Regions from separate parts of the Sus scrofa genome. Here regions 1 and 3 are each linked to region 2. The links are chromatin contacts, called in public Hi-C and promoter capture Hi-C maps. All regions are on one chromosome and are shown on one strand. The core of a region is the stretch at or near the end of the contact, and the rest is flanking DNA. Distances in the headings are between cores, read along the strand shown.

The links. Promoter capture Hi-C pulls out the DNA fragments that hold promoters and counts their contacts. A called contact is a pair of places that touch in the nucleus more often than the background predicts.
Region 1: a promoter capture Hi-C map of liver shows a contact between it and region 2, with 4 times the contacts expected there. The contact joins the promoter of CLHC1 here to the promoter of CFAP36 in region 2. A contact is called at or near these places in 2 of 5 promoter capture datasets (fetal liver and liver), 2 of 47 Hi-C or Micro-C datasets (embryonic fibroblasts and heart right ventricle) and 1 of 2 datasets of contacts at active chromatin or transcription factors (skeletal muscle).
Region 3: a contact with region 2 is called in a Hi-C map of fetal skeletal muscle, with 2.0 times the contacts expected there. The contact joins the promoter of MTIF2 here to the promoter of CFAP36 in region 2. A contact is called at or near these places in 10 of 47 Hi-C or Micro-C datasets (blood, embryonic fibroblasts, fetal skeletal muscle and 5 more) and 2 of 2 datasets of contacts at active chromatin or transcription factors (alveolar macrophages and skeletal muscle).

Annotation. Positions count from the first base shown.
Region 1 is chr3:85,990,763-85,994,229 of Sscrofa11.1, forward strand. It overlaps CLHC1 (clathrin heavy chain linker domain-containing protein 1), which reads left to right and starts at 1,545. Exons shown (of 10, transcript XM_021087534.1): 1 at 1,545-2,150. RPS27A (ubiquitin-40S ribosomal protein S27a) reads right to left here and starts at 1,495. Exons shown (of 6, transcript XM_003125136.5): 1 at 1,416-1,495; 2 at 1,254-1,318; 3 at 730-784; 4 at 225-310. The coding sequence starts at 1,301.
Region 2 is chr3:85,740,749-85,744,243 of Sscrofa11.1, forward strand. It overlaps CFAP36 (cilia and flagella associated protein 36), which reads right to left and starts at 1,681. Exons shown (of 10, transcript NM_001244775.1): 1 at 1,393-1,681. The coding sequence starts at 1,504. It overlaps LOC102163556 (a long non-coding RNA gene), which reads left to right and starts at 1,887. Exons shown (of 3, transcript XR_302482.3): 1 at 1,887-2,131.
Region 3 is chr3:85,945,852-85,949,167 of Sscrofa11.1, forward strand. It overlaps MTIF2 (translation initiation factor IF-2, mitochondrial), which reads left to right and starts at 1,766. Exons shown (of 16, transcript XM_021087524.1): 1 at 1,766-2,017; 2 at 3,085-3,170. It overlaps CCDC88A (girdin), which reads left to right. Exons shown (of 39, transcript XR_002342714.1): 32 at 2,928-3,170. LOC100514282 (prolyl-tRNA synthetase associated domain-containing protein 1) reads right to left here and starts at 1,727. Exons shown (of 2, transcript XM_003125134.6): 1 at 1,575-1,727; 2 at 1-11. The coding sequence starts at 1,658.

The sequences.
Region 1 (3,467 bases), core at 295-2,794, 250 kb after region 2:
TATCTGATTTCTATATAAACTATTAGTTTATAGAAAGATTAAGGAATACTTTAAATTACACTGTGATACAACATGCAAAACCCAAAATGTCAGACTGTAGCAGCATTTCTCAATTGTCAGTGTAGGAAGCACCTGGGAACCTACTCTAATCTAATGCTATTCTTCTCACTTTTGTTATTGGTCAAAATTTCCAAACTAAGACCTGTTCTTTCTGCCATACAGACCTTTTGAATGTTGTAGTCAGACAAAGTACGTCCATCTTCCAGTTGCTTGCCAGCAAAGATCAGTCTTTGCTGGTCAGGAGGAATCCCTAATTAGATTAAAATAAATAAATAAAATTAAGTGATTGCAAATCAAGCATATCTGCTCAAGATTTACAATCCTGAATCAAATAAATGGTACTAATAGTCATCAGTGGTTTTTGCTACAGACAATGTCTAAAGTAAATGTTTAATTTTATCTTATTTAATCTTAATACGGGTTAACATGATCATTTTATAGCTGATAACAGATGTAAATTAACTAGTTCATCTAAACTCACACTTGTGAAGGTACTGCAGCTTAGCCCCATGCCAAAACATTTGTCTACTGTCTTAGTTCAAAAGCGTTTTTGTCAACCTGACCTCTTCCACCCCACCAAAAGCATTTATGTCTAATGGCCTGAGCCTCTACAGATGAGTTTTAAAATGATTATATTAATCCATATTGAGATTAGTTTTAAAAAATTACCTTCCTTATCCTGGATCTTAGCCTTTACATTTTCTATTGTATCCGAGGGTTCGACCTATAAGTTTTGAAATGCAAGTATATTAGTAACACAAAAGAAACTAAAATAAACGCTCAATTCAACTTGAAGCTTGCTCAGGTACGCAGCCTCTGGGGACTGAAGTCACCCACGCCTCTTGATTTCTCTACACTGGGCGGGCTCCCAGGCACGCACACTTCCTCCCCCAGCCCGGGCCACGGCGGTGGCAGCCGAGCCACACGTGCTCGCGCGGAGCTGCGGGGGACGCCTCCCTCCCGCCACGCCAACCCGGCTTCAGCTACCTGGCCGGGACGAGGTGACAGGCTCGGACCTTTTACCGAAAACCTGCCCTAAGCCCTTGCTCAGCAGTAACAACGCTCACTTCAAAGCCAGGTTTCAGAGGGCAGGCTCGGAAACGTACTGCAAAGCAGAATACAGCGCGAGTGCCGAAATCCGCCTCAAGCCCCCCTCCTTCAGGCCGTGCCTTCTGCCTCTGCCTCGCACGTACCTCGAGAGTGATGGTCTTGCCCGTCAGCGTCTTCACGAATATCTGCATCTTGGCGGCGGTTCCACCTGAGCGTGAGGAAAAGAAGAAAATGAGTGAGATTTGGGTACAAAGAAGGGCTACAGCGGGCCCCGGGGCGGAGAAAGACCTAGAGCACACACTCACCACAGATGGCGGATCCGAAAGGAAGGGCGCTCCGACGGTCCAAGGCTTTCCCGACGTCCCCCAAGGCCCCGCCTCCTAGGCGTCCATGCAATGCCTGAGCGCTGTCGTAGCGGCTGTCCAACCACATGCCAGACCAAGTCGTGACCTAGCTTCTCTTTTCTAGCCTGGCTTACTTTTTATTTTAACCTCCAGAGTGCTCTCTAAGTAGTAGACTTAAACAACTCAAAAATTGTTTTTAAAAAGCTTTCTCCCTCTAGTTGACGTGGCCAAGAGGGTCTTTCAAAGGGGGTGGGGTTGAGGGGGGGGCCTCACGAGGGAAAGGGAGGAAGTAGAAGTCTTTTCTGGGAACTGTAGTTTTCCAACGCTTTCTCTTTTTTTTAGGACTTCTTGTCCCGAGATGCAGTTCCACACGCCCGGGTTTCCTGGTTACTATACCTAGTTACAGCCTAGCGCTGGAGTTGGGGTTTGCTGAAGGTGGTTAAGGTTAGGTGGGAGCAAGGGTGAAGCGCAGTAATGGTTTCGGGGAAAGTGTAAATGGCTTGGAAATGGTTAGGAGGAAAAGTTAGGAGGCTGGAAAAGGGTGGAGGAACCAAAGTGTTGTTCATCCCCTTACATAAGCGGTGAGGGGCGGAGGATCAGCCATCTACCACCGAACGCTTCCCGGTTCTTCAAGGGAAGGGCATTCCTGTGGCCAACTCCAGGCAAGCTGAATAGGTGATGCTCCTAAAACCTTGGGTCGGTCTTTTTCTCGGCCTATAGCCCCTCCCCACCTTCAACCCCCTAGGCTCCCCTAGTCTGAGAAGGTTCTGTCTAGTGTGTCACTTCGAGGTGTGCAATGGCTTAATATGTTGAAAAACGTCAGAAGTTTTCAAATTTTCTAATGAAGCCATAGGGGAAAGAAACCTGCGGAATGGTTCTTTATTGTAGAGTTTCCAAGTTTAGACTTTGGAATTGTGGTGAAAATCCTAAGAGGAAATTTTTGAAGAATGTGGGGCGCTCTCCCGGCGAGGCGGGCGGGTTAGCACTTCCCCTGGCCTTTCTCCGCTGTACAAACCACAGAATCCTTATACACACCCCTCCTATTGTCTAATTACTTTATTTCTCTGTGCCCTCTCCTTTGCATCCCCATCCCCACGTTCAGGTCCTCCTTAATTTTTTTTTTTTAATGATTTTTACCTTTTCCATTATAGCTGGTTTACAGTGTTTTGTCAGTTTTCTACTGTACAGCAAGGTGGCCCAGTCACACATACACATATACATTCTTTTTTTCACATTTTCATGTTCCATCATAAGTGACTAGTAGGTCCTCCTTAATTTTCTCTGTTCCCAGTCTTTCTTTTCTAACCTACCTTCACTGTTGCCTCCAAAATATTCTAAAAAATAAAAAAATGATTATGTCATTATTTTAATTCACCTTCAAGATGAAATCCAAATTTCTTTTTCCTTTTTTTTTTTTTTTTTTTGCTTTTCAGGGTCACACATGTGACATATGGAAGTTCCCGAGCTAGGGGTTGAATTGGGGAGCTGGAGCTGCCTGCCTACACAACAGCGTCAACAGCTCAGGATCTGAGCTGCTTCTGTGACCTCCACCACAGGTCATGGCATCTCCAGATTCCCCAACCCACTGAGCAAGGCCAGGGATTGAACCCACACCCTCATGGATACTAATTGGGTTTGTAACCCACTGAGCCACAATGGGAACTCCAAATTTCTTTTTTTCTTTTTTTTTTTTTTAAGCTTTATTGAGGTATTGTTGATTCACAAGGTTGTGATAATTACTGTTGTACAACTGAGTGATTCAGTTATACATGTACAAACAGCCATTCTCTTTCAGATTCCTTTCCCACATAGCGAAATTTCTTAATGTGATATTCAGCCTCTTCCTTACAGCCTAATCTGCTAAACCCATTACCGTTACTCACTTTACACCACTTTATTAACATTGAAGTAATCAAAGTTCCTGATATGCTCTTTCATACTTTGGCTCTTTCTTTCTTTCTTCCTTTTTTTTTTTTTTTTTTTTTTTTTTTTTTGTCTTTTTAAGGCTGCATT
Region 2 (3,495 bases), core at 431-2,930:
AAATACTATTTGAGGAGTTCCCCGTGAGTGGCTCAGCAGGTTAAGAATCCTACTAGTATCCATGAGAATGTGGGTTCAGTCCCTGGCCTTGCTCAGTGGGCTAAGGATCTGGCATTGCTGTAAGCTTCGGCCTAGGTCACAGATGCAGCTGGGATCTGGCATTGCAATGATTGTGGCAAGGTCGGCAGCTGCAGCTCTAAAGTGACAGCTAGCCTGGGAACTTCCACATGCCGTACGGTGTGGCCATAAAAGAAAAAAATACCATTTGAATTTTGTTCATGGCAATGAGAATGTAATGAAAAGATTCATATGTCAAAGTAAATTTCATCTTTACCAGATTCATAAAAACTTGGGATTAAAAGGGCTCTTAAAAGATCATCCAGGATAAATTGGATTCCCCTCTATAACTCCATTAAGTTGTTGTCATACTCATTCAAACACTGTCGGTGCCTGTGGAACCCATTACCTTCTGAGGCAAATGAATTGATCTGGGATACACTCTGTTAGGAAGCACTTCCTTCACAGAAATTTGTTTCCCTGTAGCTTGTACCCACTGACCCTAGCTCTATCTCACTGAACCTTACCAAAAAAAGTCTAATCTCTCCGATATAAGACAGATGCTCAAACGATTAATGGATATTACTACCCTTAAAGACTTGCCCGCCTAAACAAGCATGATAACAGTTGGGAAGTATTCACATGACATCGCTTCTTGTTCCTTTTCCATGAATGGGCTCCAATTTATCTCTAAGAACTGAAGGCAAAATTCCAAGGGTGAACTGATAAGAACCTGGGGGCACCATTTCCTCAGAGGGAATGTTATGTCACGTTTATATACCTCATTTTTTTTACAAGATACACCACCACCGCCCCCATTTTTGGTACTGCTGAAAGTCAGAGAGTTCAAAAGGGGGGCTGCAGGCCACTAGGATCATCAGCTCTGGGCCTTCTGGAGTAATCACATACCACTCCTACCCCACTCCCACGTTTTAGTCAATTGTTGGAATCAGAAGGAACTCAGGAGACAACTAAGGTCTCTCCTCCCAAGTCAATGGGGAAGTTGAAAAAGCCCACCCAAACAGTGCATTTGCCCAAGGCAGAAAGGTGAAGGAGAGGGTGAGAGGCCCAACAGAGGCCTCCCACAGGATTAAAGTCTAATGTTTTTCGGATGTGTCCTTGGGCCCAGGGAGTGAGGTATCTCGACTCCCGTTTTCATCCGTGAAGGAAAAGATGGGCGCAGTGATAGCAGTACATCCTAAAAACCAGCTCTAAACCTAGCTGACAAGAGTGGAGATCAGGGAGATGAGAGGTGGTTTGTGGTAACCATCTCTCTGCCAGCTGATGGTGTGAGAGAGGTGAGAAAGGATAGACGACTCGGGCTCTGGATTTTACCTTCACATTTCTGCTCCACAAAGTCCAAGATGGGGATGGACCAGTCCGGGCCTCGCAGGAAACCCGCAATGCTCTCCACCACCCATTCCACCTCGTCCTCTTCTGCAGCCATCCCGCGCCCACCCGGTGCCGCGGAGCACCAGGCCAGATCCCAGGAGCCTGTAAGGCCTTTCGGGTGCAGGGAGCGAAGAAGAAACAGGAGGAGAACCAGCTGCCCCCGCAATCTCCCAGCTGCCTAGAAGAAAGCTGCAAACCGGTTAACGTAATATGGTCGCTATGGCAACACGCGTAGTCTCCCCAGGCAGTAGCCCGGAAGTGAAGCCTCCTTTTTTGGAGCCTGCGCAACTCACAGTGTTGGCATTTGAAGAATGCTTCCGATTGGCTGGAAAGGAAGAGCAAGTCGAAAAGGTAGCCTTCTGCCCATTGGTCCGGAGTTGCTGGGGCCGAGAACAAATGTGTAGCCATTGGCTGGAGGTCCTAGAAGGAATGTTAACGTTCCCTCCCGAGCAGTGGCTTGGGACCGAAGCTTAGAAGTGGCACAGTGAGGGCGCACCTGGTCCTCCCTGAAGAGGCTTCAGTTCACGGTTGCATCCCCACCCCTCAGTTCCGACCATTTTCAGACACACTGGCCCAGAAACGTTTGTAATTAAAGGGTTGTTTGAAAGTACAAACCCGAGCAAAGTAGCTCTGTAAGATTTGCTGATTGGCTCAGAAGTCAGCTTGCACCGTCTAGCTGCAGGTGGGTCTTTAAATTTTCTTAAGTAGATAGAAATAACTAGAATTAGATTTTCAAGAGCAAAGTCAAAGTGAATGTTACTTTAAACGAATTTCTGAGTAACCTAACCTTGTATTAAATAACAAGCTCTTGTTTTAGATTGGGGTCCTTTGTAGAATGGGTCTTCAAAGGTCATTGAGAGAGTACTTGGCGTCCCAAAATATTTTCAAACAACCTTACATGTATTTGCATAAACGGGGTCATATTATATGCAGCTATGAAACTTTGATCACTTAATATATAATCTTTTCTTGTAAACATATGAAACCATCATTTCTTTACAGCTACATAGTATCCTATAAACCACCGCCCTTTCAAGATATATGTATATGCATATATATTATGCATTATCTTATTTGGATGCATAGACGTGATTAGTGTGCAGGTTTTTTTCTTCCCTCTGTGGTGTTGGTGTACAATGCCGTTTTTCACTTTTACAAACTGCTGAAATGAACATCTGTGTGTCTCTAAGAACTGTTGGTTTTATTGACTATTCCAGGAGATAGATTCTAGCAGAATTGCTAAATGAAAGACTATATATGCCTTGACTTACCCGATCGACCCTCAATTGCTAGATTAAATTACTTCAGCTTCTTAAATTCTTAAATAATTCTGTACTGAACATACTTTCACATGTTTTTGAACCCTCGTGTCATTACTTACTTTGAATAAATTCCCAAAGGAAAGGTTAGGCTCGGTAACCTATTTTTAAAGTCATTTTGAAAAATATCTTTGCCAATCTACTACATTAAAATGGTACATAGTTGTTTTTTTGTTTTTTTGTTTTTTTTTTTTTTTTTGGTCTTTTTTGCCATTTGTTGGGCCGCTCCTGCGGCATATGGAGGTTCCCAGGCTAGGGGTCTAATCGGAGCTGTTGACACCAGCCTACGCCAGAGCCACAGCAACGCGGGATCCGAGCCGCGTCTTCAACCTACACCACAGCTCACGGCAACGCCGGATCGTTAACCCACTGAGCAAGGGCAGGGATCGAACCCGCAACCTCATGGTTCCTAGTCGGATTCGTTAACCACTGCGCCACGACGGGAACTCCGGTATTTTTTTTCTTAAAAAAAATCTTGGAAGAGCTTTTTATATATTATTATAAGGATTTTAACTCTTTGTGACATGTTGCAATGACATCTTTGTCATTTGTCTTTAACTTAGTTAAATGTGTCTTTTGCCATAGAGGAGTTTTATATTGTTTATGTAGACTTTAAACTGCAGACAGTAAGTTATTTTTCTTAATGGATAATCATGCTCCAAACACTATTTGCTAGAAATGGGTATGGTAAAGTGTGGTGGTTTTTTAATTACTGAGAAGAGGCTAA
Region 3 (3,316 bases), core at 516-3,015, 210 kb after region 2:
ACTGTAAACACCTGTAAGATATCACATGAGAAGTTTAAAAACATGCATGTATATACATACTGCACACTACACTTGTATGTATTTTGCTTGATGGGTGAAAACAGCAAGGTTAAAATCCAGGTTACTCAAGTGCCCTGGATTTCACTGGTAGAGACCTATTCCCAGTCCATTACCCAATAATATCTCATCTCAGGACTTTAAGCAACTTCTCCTAGGCCAGTTCTCTATTCTCTGTTCTAAGCCAGTTCTCTTAGGCCACGCCTTCACATTCCTAAAATCCTTTGTTTTTCCCTTAAAATTTGGTAAAGTTTATAGCAGCCCAGACTCCGATTTCTTGGCATTCCATTACATCCAGACCATGTGACAAACTCCCCTCTACTGATAACTGCAGAGGTGAGAGGGCAGGAACACCTGCCCAATATACAAAGTAAAAAAACAGGAAGAGTATGTGGACTATAAGGGAAGGGAAGGGAGTTCCCGTTGTGGCTCAGTGGACTAAGAATCCAACCGGTATCCATGAGGATGCCAGTTTGATCCCTGGACGAACTCTGTGGGTTAGGGATCCAGCATTGCTGTGAGCTGCAGCGTAGGTCGCAGACATGTTGGATGTGGCTGTGGCTGTGTTGTAATCCAGCAGCTGTAGTTTCAATTGGACCCTAGCCTGAGAAATATATGCCACAAATGTGGCCAGAGAAAGCCAAAATAAGGGAAAGGGAAGGGTCATGGAAAATGACACAGTTTTAATGTATTTCTATACCCTTTAAAAACCATCACCATATTTAGCTAATTATCATTTAGCTGTTACTCAAGCCTCCGGCAAAAACTTTTATGTCCCTACACTACTCAGGTTACATATTGGCTAGGTGAGATATTTGCAGAGTATCTGCCCATCAATACACTAAATTATGTTTAAAAATACCAAACTCTGGAGTTGCCGTTGTGGCGCAGCTGAAAGGAATCTGACTAGTATACATGAGGATGTAGGGTCAATCCCCGGCTTCGCTCAGTGGGTTGGAGTTCCCGGATTGGCAGGAGATGTGGTGTAGGTCCCAAACGTGGCTCGGATCCTGCCATTGCTGTGGCGTAGCTGGCAGCTCTAGCTCCCATTGGACTGGGAACTTCCATATGCCTATGGTGCAGCCCCAAAAACAAATGAATAAATAAAAATATCTTGGTGTCATGTATGCATGATGCCTGATACATCATAGCCACTGGAGAAGCAGTTTACTGCTGGGCAAATGTATCTACCCATAAAGTGGACACACTGACTAACATCCCACACCAGTTCCTAACGAGTTCCACACGAGTTCCTAATATGTTGCACTAGTTCTCCACAGAAAATCAAGTCACTCCAAGAGGAAAACATAACCTTTTTTACAATACGAGGCCCACGTGGACAGGCCTTTGATGTTGCATTCTGGTCCCTTGATGTAGTCTGGATCCCGGCAAATGCCTTAAAACGTACGTTTCTAAGGTACACTACCCCTGGGCCAACTAGCCTTAGCGACTTCGCGGGACAGACGCTGCAGCGGAGCCCACCCACTCCTGCAGCCGTCCCACCGAGAGCGCCTCACCTCCGGGTGCTCCACGATCTCTGTGCGGATGGCCAGGGCACTGAGCCGCTGCTCCAGCGCCGCGCGCAACTCTGAGCCTGACATGCTGCCTTCGTGGCAGTAGCTAGAGACCCGGAAGAGGAACTGGGCGTGGCCTTCCCCCACCCGGCGGGCTGCAGGCCGAGCGGAAGTGCCTGGAAGGACTCGGGTCGGTGCTGCCAGCCGAGAGCAGGCACCTTCCGGAGGCGGGGTTGCGGCGTTTTCGCTCTTTTCTGTGGCTTTGGCTTTTTCCTGGAAATCATCCAGGTCCGCAAGGACAGCCTTACCAAATCTGAAGGGTTCCTTACCGCGTGTCCCAGCAGAGGGAGGAGCCTGCATTCTCACAGCCCTCGATAATCTCGGTTTCCTACTTCCAGCATATCTTCCATTTAAACAGAATCACAGCCAGCTAACAATTCAGTTCAGTGAGTACTGGGCATGGATTGGACGCCATAGCAGGTTTATCAAGGCAGTTAGAGGCTCCTACCCCTTCCTCTGTCCTTGTAATGTATTTTCTGTGCCAGGTACTAGTTGAAGGATTCTGTCTTGAGAGGATGCAGCCTGTGTTATTGAAACTACCTGCAGTTTTGAGGTAGCTTAAACACGCACACCTCCTCCTCAAGGCCTCTTTATAAACCCTTAAGATTCTGCTGGGTGAGCGCCCAAGAAAGACCACCTATATAAATTCCCTTACTTACTAAAACTTCCACCCACCAACTTGTATTGCCCAGCCTCTTCCGTCTTTCTATGCCCTCCTAGGAGGAGTGGTGGTGGGAGGGGTGGGGGGGACGACCTTCACCAGGGAAACTCCCTGAGGTTGTGAATCTACAGACAAAAGAAGACAAAATCCCTAGCCTTTTTTTTTTTTTTTTTTTTTTTTGCCTCTCCCAAGGCATGTGGAATTTCCCAGGCTGGGAGTGAATTGGAGCTGTAGCTGACGGCCTATGCCACAGCCACAGCAACGCATGATCTGAACTGCATCTGTGACCCACACCATAGCTCAAGGCAACGCCCATCCTTAACCCTGAGAGAGGCCAGGGATCGAACCCTCATCCTCATGGATCCTAGTCAGGTTCCTAACAGCTGAGCCACCACAGAAACGCCTCCTCTCCTTTGAAATAATTAAATGTGACAGCCACAACTCACCTCTTTCAGAGACACTCTGCCTACCTCTTTGTGGGCTGCTACACTATCCTGCAAAACTGTCACTCCCTGCTTGAATGAGGCCTAAAATTCCACTAGAGTTTAATTTATGGATTTAGATTAAGCCTCATTGTTACCAATGCTCCAGAATCACACACCTGCCTCTCCCTTGAATGGAAACTCTTATCCAAGTTTCAGGAGGAAGTTGCAAAAAGAAAAATAAGTGCTTGTTAGAACTAACTAGGCGCAAGATGGCAGAAGATCTAATTCCAGTAGACCTTGGGCTTTGTATGTTCACTGTAATACATCAGCATGCTAAATGAGGGCACCCACCAATTGTCCCTGACAGTTGACAATTGCCATGACAACAACTGGAAAAGCCCACTCAAGGACTGAAAAGGAGTGGTCTGGCTCCAAACCACCCCCTATTCTCAGGTAAGTCATGAATATTCCTCCCACTCTTTCCAGTTTCCTCCCTTTTACATCAACCCTCCAAGATATATGATGTCTGCCTGAATTGCATAGAGAAGTTAATTTGCAAACTAGGTTCCCCCTTCTGCATTGTTTATCCATTGCTATCT